2 separate regions of the Mus musculus genome follow, and region 1 is linked to region 2. The links are chromatin contacts, called in public HiCAR-type maps. All regions are on one chromosome and are shown on one strand. Each heading gives the region's core, a stretch centred on a gene start, on an enhancer-like site or on the middle of the called end of the contact. The rest is flanking DNA. Distances are from core to core; before and after follow the strand shown.

The links. HiCAR-type assays count read pairs that join an accessible place to other places.
Region 1: a HiCAR-type map of astrocytes shows a contact between it and region 2, with 4 times the contacts expected there. The contact joins the promoter of Ccdc146 here to the promoter of Magi2 in region 2.

Annotation. Positions count from the first base shown.
Region 1 is chr5:21,421,885-21,426,364 of GRCm38.p6, forward strand. It overlaps Ccdc146 (coiled-coil domain containing 146), which reads right to left and starts at 2,793. Exons shown (of 19, transcript NM_029195.1): 1 at 2,681-2,793. Fam185a (family with sequence similarity 185, member A) reads left to right here and starts at 3,019. Exons shown (of 8, transcript NM_177869.4): 1 at 3,019-3,692. The coding sequence starts at 3,284.
Region 2 is chr5:19,224,939-19,229,038 of GRCm38.p6, forward strand. It overlaps Magi2 (membrane associated guanylate kinase, WW and PDZ domain containing 2), which reads left to right and starts at 2,108. Exons shown (of 23, transcript NM_001170746.1): 1 at 2,108-2,651. The coding sequence starts at 2,351. 4921504A21Rik (RIKEN cDNA 4921504A21 gene) reads right to left here and starts at 1,617. Exons shown (of 3, transcript NR_102342.1): 1 at 1,203-1,617.

The DNA.
Region 1 (4,480 bases), core at 1,543-4,042, 2.2 Mb after region 2:
GTTTCTTCAGCTGTCATGCAGGGAGAAGAATAACTATCCTTCTTAATAGCTTTTTGTGAGAAAACCGTGAGATGGTACACGGGAACATACTTTGAAAACTATATCACTCACTTTTACAGGTAGACAAGTTTGATACTGACTAGCTTGTTAGGCATTGGTAACTAATATCTTACGTCACTCTTAATCTCTACCAGATTCTCGGGTTCCACCCTCATAAAAGCAGGAAGGTAGTCTTTCAGTACGTTTTAGTTCCTTTGCTTGAAAGTAATGAAATAATGACCGTGTCACAGATATCATGATGGCTCAGTTGTCAGTTCTATTAAGTTATTTTTCCTCAGAAAAGGAAAAGTGACTATAGGAACAGGATGATTTATTAAGGATGCATATTCGGCCCAAATATATGCAGCACGTCCACAGCAAATCAGAGCGCAGTTTCAACTTGCTTGTGCCTCTTTCAAATGTCAAAGTATGACTCTTGGGTTTTCATTTAAAAAAGATAACTTGAAGGCTCGTCTGAGTACGTACGTCCACATGGGACACAAAGCCAATGGCGCTACTCACTGAGTGAGCACTTGCTTATCATAAAGTCTATCTTATAGCCTACTGAGGCAGGAGAGAAACACGGGAACATGATGGAGAACTGGGAATAAAAGGAGCCCTCATTCCAGAGCCTGACCAGTGTGTCTCACCAGCTGAAGATGAAGAGTTCTAACACAGCTGTCAACATTATCGATGAGGATCACCAGTCTCTTACATAGTGATACTTTCAAGTTACATTGTTGAAGGAGCAATGGATCACATGTAAGGCCTAAATATATGTGTTCTTTCTTCTTTCTCAGCTATAAACCAACAGTTTTCTAGAAATCTTACCCAAAACCCTACTTCTAGTAAAGGACATGTTTTAATTCCCTTTTACAATTCTTGTGACACACAGTTTTATTTTAGGACTGTAACCCAATCCAAGACATCTCTAGAGTAATCCTATAATCTCACTTATTGAAAAAGAAGAAGAAGAGAAAGGTTTTAAAGAAGTTTCTTAGAGAAATCCTTTGAGGCATAACATGAGAGTCAGCAAAAGAGTGACTCTGGAGCACTTCTGCTAAGTCACTTAGGGCAAGCTCAAGGGAGCTTACACCTGTGCTCTTGGGTGTGTCTCTTTCTCTCCCTGTGTGATCAGTCACCTCTAGCAACCCCTGTGCTCTTAAACCCTTGTTTAAAATCTATTTTAAATCAACCCTCTTTCACATTAGCTTCTCCCAACATTTTTTTTCCAGCAAAGTCAAGGACAGGTTTCACCTTGGTGGAGGTCCTCAAGGATAGGGGCCTTCTTCTCAGATGGCTGACAGCAGGGCAGGGCTGTCACTGCCACCACCACTACCATAGTCTTCACTAAGAGAACAACATGGACGCTGGGGAGGACTTTAGCCTAGTCTATCTATCCATCTGTCACTTCAGGTTCAAAGAATTGGGGTCCCATATTTGGCTGAGAGTTTTGATCTTTAAAGGTATCATTTTATTTACTTATTGTGTATTTTATTTGTCACAACGTTCTCCGTATATAGTCCAGGTGGGCCTCAGATTTGAGATCTTTCTGCTTCAGCTTCCCAAACTCTGAAAACTTACAAGTGAACACCATCACACTGGACTTGCAATTAGTTAAATCTGTATGTAAGGAATTTAGGGAATTATTTGTAGAATGGGGAGAAGAATAGGCAAATATGGCTGAAATAATGTCCACACCCCCCATTTCCCATTATCTTTACTGCCTACTGAATAATAAAAAAAAGAGTTAACTTATAGAGTTATTTAGCACAGTCTGTCTTATATCAAAACTGAAGAAACATTTCTTGTGCCATAGATAATACAACAGGACCAGGAAAAAATTCTGACATCCCCTAACAAGTCTTATGATCCAGAGAGAGAGAGAGAGAGAGAGAGAGAGAGAGAGAGAGAGAGAGAGATTTTATTTTACCATTAAGGCCAAGGACCAGTTGCAGGGAAAGAGATCAAGACTGTCCTCTAACCAAGTTCAAATGTCTCCAAATCTCTTAGCAACGTAGACATATGCCATTCCTAAAATACTTTGTTTTGTATACTGTGCACTGCTTTGTTGTCCATTGTTTCATTTGATAAATGTGGTAAAAACGAAAAAAAAAACTTCTACACAAGACAAGGAAGATAGTGTCATCATTTTATAAGCAAATAGTAAAACCCAAAGGCATCCAATGACTGGCCTAAGATTACTACTTACAGTTAAGAAAGAGCCAGAATTCTAACACTTTTTCTTTTCCTTTTTTTTCTTTTTTCTTTTTCGAGACAGGGTTTCTCTGTATAGCCCAGGCTGTCCTGGAACTCACTCTGTAGACCAGGCTGGCCTCGAACTCAGAAATCCACCTGCCTCTGTCTCCTGAGTGCTGGGACTAAAGGCGTGCGCCACCATACCTGGCTTCTAACACTTTTTCTATCTAGTATTTTTTACCTAAGTGGGAGTTCCCTTAAAGGACAGAGAAGGGAGAAAGCAACAGAACGTGTCTGTCCTCTCATGCTAAGGTCTCTTGTGAGGGGGATTCTCTATTCCCAGGGAATCCACATTAGTTTGGTGACCTTTGGTTCTAACTACCTAAAGAAAGTATTCCTAACTTTGAATCTGATTCCCATCTATAAACATGCTGTTTCTTACCCTTTCTTTTGGTCCTGATCCTTGTTTAAACTCTTATTTTTCTCCGTGTGTTTTGGTCCCTGGGGTCTCACTTCAAAACTTCACCCTCTCCTAAGAGTCGCGTCCTTGGTATCCAAAGTAACCACAGCTGAGTTTATCCCGTCCCTTCTACTCTTCCTATTGGTCAGTTACATTAACTTTTTTTCTTTCTCTGCTCTCTTGGCCAATGGGCTTGAAGCAACGGGAAAGCAACGAGGGGGGAGCGGGGGCTCCTCTACCAATCGGCTGTCAGTCTGTGTATTCAGCGCACTGTCTCCTGGGATATGTAGTTTCACAGTTACCAGAACACCTTGATGTTTGGCTCCTTTAAAACTACATATCCCGATGGCCTCCGCCAAAGGGGCGGAAATAGGTGACTTGTCCAGGTCAGGGTTTCAACTAGGCTCTTTGAAGTTTTAACTTTCCTACCGGGATTTAAGGCGTTAAGTACTGTGCTGGGGGCCTGGCTCGTTCTTCCTTGGCGGAGCCGTGCATGCTGTCCCCTTCGTGACTGACCCGAGGCAGCTCGTGGTTCTTGTGGTCCCGGGACCAGCGAGCCAAGGCTGAAGCGTTCCAAGGGAGAGCATGTTCGGCCGCCTCCCTCCTTGCGCGTCCCGAGTGCGGGCGGGCGCCTTGGTCGGAGCTCTCGGGGCTCGGACTTGCGGCTCCAGTGGGGCGCAGCGGCAGGGATCAGCGCCCGATGACTCTGGGGCCGGCCTGGCGCGTGGGGCTCTGAGGGAGTGGACGCTGCAGGTGAGCCCGTTTGGGCGACTGAGGGCGCGGCTCCCTTGCCACCTGGCCGTGAGGCCCCTGGATCCCCTTGCGCACCCGGATGGCGACCGCGTGCAGGTGGCGGTGTGCGGCGTGGAGCACGTGGCGCGCGGCCTGGACAGCCTGCAGGTCAAGTATGATGCTGATCGGCAGGAGATGGCCATTCTGTCGGACGACATCGACCCCCAGGCGTCGGTGGAGGTGAACGCGCCCGTCAAATTTGGCAAGTGAAGTGAAAAAGGGTTTGGGTCACAAAACTAATAGTGTTTAAGCGTTGGGTTTCCAATTAAGGAGGAAAATTAAAGCCGAGTGGAAGCTTGTATTGGAATAATCTGAGTCTAATTACATTGTGGAGCCATTAGCATCACAGTCATTAGCATCGTTCAGGGTTGAGGTTTCTTGATAACTATCCAGTGGTTTGGTAGCCCACATCTCGGGGCTCTGGTCCCTCGTCAGCTCTATGTATAGATGCTTCCAGCTAATCTAGAAAAACAAAAACAAAAACAAACGAACAAAAAACCTTGCTTTCCAACAGGTACCCAGGTTGGTAGATGTCTATTCATTTAGGCATAAGTAAATTCTCTGCGAATACAAACTTTGAAGCAAGACACATAGTTAAGACTGTCTGGGGAAATTCATAATAGTACCTGCAAAACGTATTTCTTAGGCATCTGAGTCCCGTTATTTTATTTCCCAGATGCAAACCGCTGAGCACACATACTTTTCTAGAAAGGGTTCTGGGGCTCTCATTCTTCCTGGAACTGAAGGATGGTGTTGCTGATGATAGCAATAGCACCGTTTACCTCTTCTAAAATTATTTTATATTAACCCTCACAGTTGCTCGGTAGGGTGGATGCTTTTGTCACCGTTTCAGATGAGGACATTGAAGTAAAGGAAGTATAAGATACATACTGTGACTGAACAAACAAAGGCCCCGTGCGTGGTGACATTATGAAATTTGCTTCCTTAGGTGTCTTTCCACCTTAAATACAAGTAGGCAGGGCTAGGATG
Region 2 (4,100 bases), core at 858-3,357:
CAAATAAATCTCTGTCCAATCTATCTCTGTGCCTTCCTTTCCTCACCTGTAAAGTATATAAACTATATAATATAACCATAATACGTGATAAACAATTAGAATAACAGCGGACACATTGGAGGTAATTTGTAACTGCTGTTAAACAAATGCAAATTCTGTTCTTCACTGCCTCTATCACTTTCCACTTAGAATGGTGCTTTATAATCCTCAGCCTAACTTTTCATGAGACTGGCCTTTCAATGGAAATCTTGCTGGCTCAGGAGCATTCCTTAAGGCCAAGGACTGGGTAGTCCTCACCAGTCATAGCCAACTTTTCTCAAATGGAAAAAGGCACAAAGTCAAGCAAATTCATCCTTTGTAAAGATCTTCAGCTCTGACCTAATTTGCTGTCCTCTCCACGATGTGGGGGTGGGGCTGAAGAGGAAGAACCTACTGTTCAAAGCCAACAAACCTGTATGGGGCAGTCCCTTCCCTGCCTTGCCTGTCTGTCTTCTCAGTGCACCAGGCCCCACTAGTACTGTTACCCCTATTTAAAAGGAAACAACCAGAGAAAGGTGGAACAGCCTGCTAAACGTGGCACTCCTGAAAAGCCCCAGAGCCAGGATACACACCCCCTCTTTTCTGTCTGGGTCAGCTAAGCCTTTTGAACCGCCTTGCTTTCCTCCCACACTACATCCCAGACATCAAAGCTCTTAACTGCTGATAATTCCTTCCCATACTCTGATTTACAAAGATGAGTGGGTGAGTGGTTCCTTTTTTTTTTTTTCTTTTTGCCTGAAACATATTATTTCAAAGTTAAGCAAATGGAATGTAAGCTACGGAAACTCAAAAAGCACCACTCAGGGTTTGACTGGAGAAGTCAGCAGCCCTCAGCCCCCTGTGTCCTGCTTAGCTTTCCACCTGGCTCTAAATTTGGAGAAGGGGAAGGAGCTAGATGGGGGTACAGCGCTCCACCAAGAGCCTTCTTTTCTTTCCTGTAGCAGACTTGTTTGTCTGATTAACCTAAAACTTGACTCCTGTCCAGGTTACACTCACCATTTATATGTCTAGGCTCTTACTCCATTTATCTCCCTAACACCTACCCCACCGCCCCTCTCCACTCTTCAACTAGGGCAGGTGCCCTCCTCTATCCTGTCTCCACTCAATCCTCTTCAGTTTCTTCCAAGAGGACACATGGCCCTGCTCTGCAGATGTTATTTCACCTTATTCTTGCATCCAGGACGACCAGACTCCTTCCTCTAACTTTCCTCTATCGGAGGGGCACTTCTGAGAACTTTGCGAGGAATGAAAGACTGTAAAAAGTGGAGCGAGCCAATAGTGAAGTCTCTCCACGGGCTCCGCCTGCCAGGCCCTCTGCAGTTCCATGCTGGGACCCCGAACTCCAGCTTCCTTGTGGCAGGATGGAGCCCCAGAAGACTGTGCTGTAGATGGGCCACCAGGCTCGGCATCGGGTTCCCCGGATTTCTGCTTTGTCCAGTGTTGGGGTGTGGGCAAGTCGGGGCGTCCTGCAGGCTAGCAGCCCGGCTCACAGGGAAGCTGAAGACAGGTCCACCCAGGGATCCCGGCTCTCTTCACCGGCCTGCCCATGTCGGGCCTCCGCTCCCCTCCTTCCCGGCTCCCGCCTCCTCCCGCAGGCTGCAGGGCGGCCCGGGGCCTGCCTCTCCCAGCGCCTTCACTACCGGGTCAAGCCGCGGAGGGAGGGAGACGGCGGCGAAGCCCTCCCTGGCGCTCCACTCGGTGCGCGCGCCTCCTCCCTCGGCTCGCATCCCCCAACGCTCCCCCCTCCCCGCCGCCCGCTTGCATCCTGCCAGTACAGTACAACTAGTACACAGGCACACACGCGCACACGCGCACACACACGCGCTCCCTACCGCTGCCACTGCAGCTGCCATGGATATCGGCTAACAACACAGAGGCCGGCGAGCGCGCGCGCGCTCCCCACTCGCAGCACGCAGGAGTGGCCCCCGGCATCCCTACCCTCCTCCCCACCCCCACGCCACCCGCTCACCAGCTCGGCCACTGCTCGCGCTGGCTCGGCCGCCGCCACCGCCGCTAACGCCGCCAACGCCACCACAGCTTCCTCCGCTGCGGGGCCAAAGCCTTGAGTGTCATTCAAGGGACAGCACAACCTCACCCAAGCTCTCCTACCTCTGCCCAGCCGTCCCTCTCATCCTCCCCCTTCCTCCGCCACACTCCATCCAAAGAAGAGGGAAAGCGCGGAGCAGAGGGAGAGAAAGGCAAAGTCTGCCACCCTCTTCCCTTGGCCCCCTTGCTCCTCCATCCCGATTTTGACTCCCAGACCCTCCTTCCCAAAGGACCCTCTGGAACTGAGGCGACTCACCCTACTGCCATGTCCAAAAGCTTGAAAAAGAAAAGCCACTGGACTAGCAAAGTCCACGAGAGTGTCATTGGCAGGAACCCGGAGGGCCAGCTGGGCTTTGAACTGAAGGGGGGCGCGGAAAACGGACAGTTCCCCTACCTGGGGGAGGTGAAGCCGGGCAAGGTGGCCTATGAAAGCGGCAGCAAGTTGGTGTCCGAGGAGCTGCTGCTGGAGGTGAACGAGACCCCCGTGGCGGGGCTCACCATCAGGGACGTTCTGGCCGTGATCAAACACTGCAAGGACCCCCTCCGGCTCAAGTGTGTCAAGCAAGGTGAGCGCAGCTTGTTCGGTGCTCTGCCTGGCGGTGGGACCCCGGCGTGGGGATGGCATTAACAGGGTGGGCGCGGGTGTTGGATGGGTGTATGCTGCGCCACCGCGGGGTGGGGTCCAGAGAGCACGGTAACTGTGTTCGGAGCATTAGGGGGACCGGGACTGGGGGGCTGGCTGGCCGGCTAAGCCAGGTGGTACTGTAGCAGGCAACTTAGTTTGCCCAGTTGGACCCTCCCCTTTGGAAGATGCTTGGCCTTGTCTGACCTCCTCTGAGCTTTAGGCCAAATAGAATGTGCGCCAATGGCATGTCCACAGTGGACACAGAGCTTTCGGGGAAGGAGGAAAGCAAGGGAGGAGGAAGAAAGGAAGATGGAGCAACTTGAGGTGCAGAGCTGTCGCTAGAGAGAATGGGAGAAGCTCTGAATATTGGGGCAAGTGGAGACCCCTTGCAGGATATCCAAAACTAGTCTGGAGACACCTTGGTCCGTAGCGGTTCCCTAGGGATCACTGACGGGAGAGGAAGGAAAGGGACAAATTGGTTTGGACGCTTTGACCGGTAGTGTTCAGTAACTTTTTCCCTGCTTCACTCCTCGGTCTTTCTCCCCCGCCCATGGTCATGTCATGTGGGCACCGTGAGTCACGTGCAGACTGACTAACCCTAGAGATCGCCCCTGGCCAGCAGGCAGGAGGAGGGGCAGAGATTAAGAAGCGGGGAGCTGGGAGAGCTTTCTAATGTGGAAGGGGAGGCAGACTGCGGCATTACAAGGGTTCCCCTAAGTATTCTTCATTGACTGGAATTTTCTTATTGACTAGGATTTCTCTGTGGTTGGACTCTCCTCTAGCTCCAGACATGGGGGCGTGTTTGTGGCATAGAGGTGGATGGAGATGCAAGCTGGTCAACAGCCCAGGCTCCCTGTGTTCTAACTTGGCTTCTGTCAAGTCTCTTCTAGGCTGTGAAGTTAATTTAGAGAGATTGGAATCTTGCTGAAAAAATGTCTTTGCTTGAAATAAAATTGTGGTCCTGAGAGAAAACTTTCATTAGAAAAGACTTTATTGTACAAATGTAGCGTGCCTTTGTTTTCCTCTGGTGGTAATGCAGTTTCTTGGGTGGCACAGGTGGACAGGACAGATCTGTCTCAAACATACCAGCATGGTATGACAGTTTGTTATCTATTGTTATTTGTCTTGCGCCAGTGTTGAAATTCTGAGTATTACTGTATCAGAATTGCTCTTCATGCTGTGATCCATTATGAAGAAATACTATATAGAGCAGTTGTTTTTTTCAGAATAAAATTAACATGTAAAAAGAAAAGTTCCGAAGTAAACAAGAGAGAATAAAGGTTCATAAACTTCTCTAAAGCTAAGCTGTCAAGGAAGAAAACATCTTCAGTGGGATTTATTGAGTATCCATCGTATGTCATTTTAGATGATCTAATATAGACATGCAGTA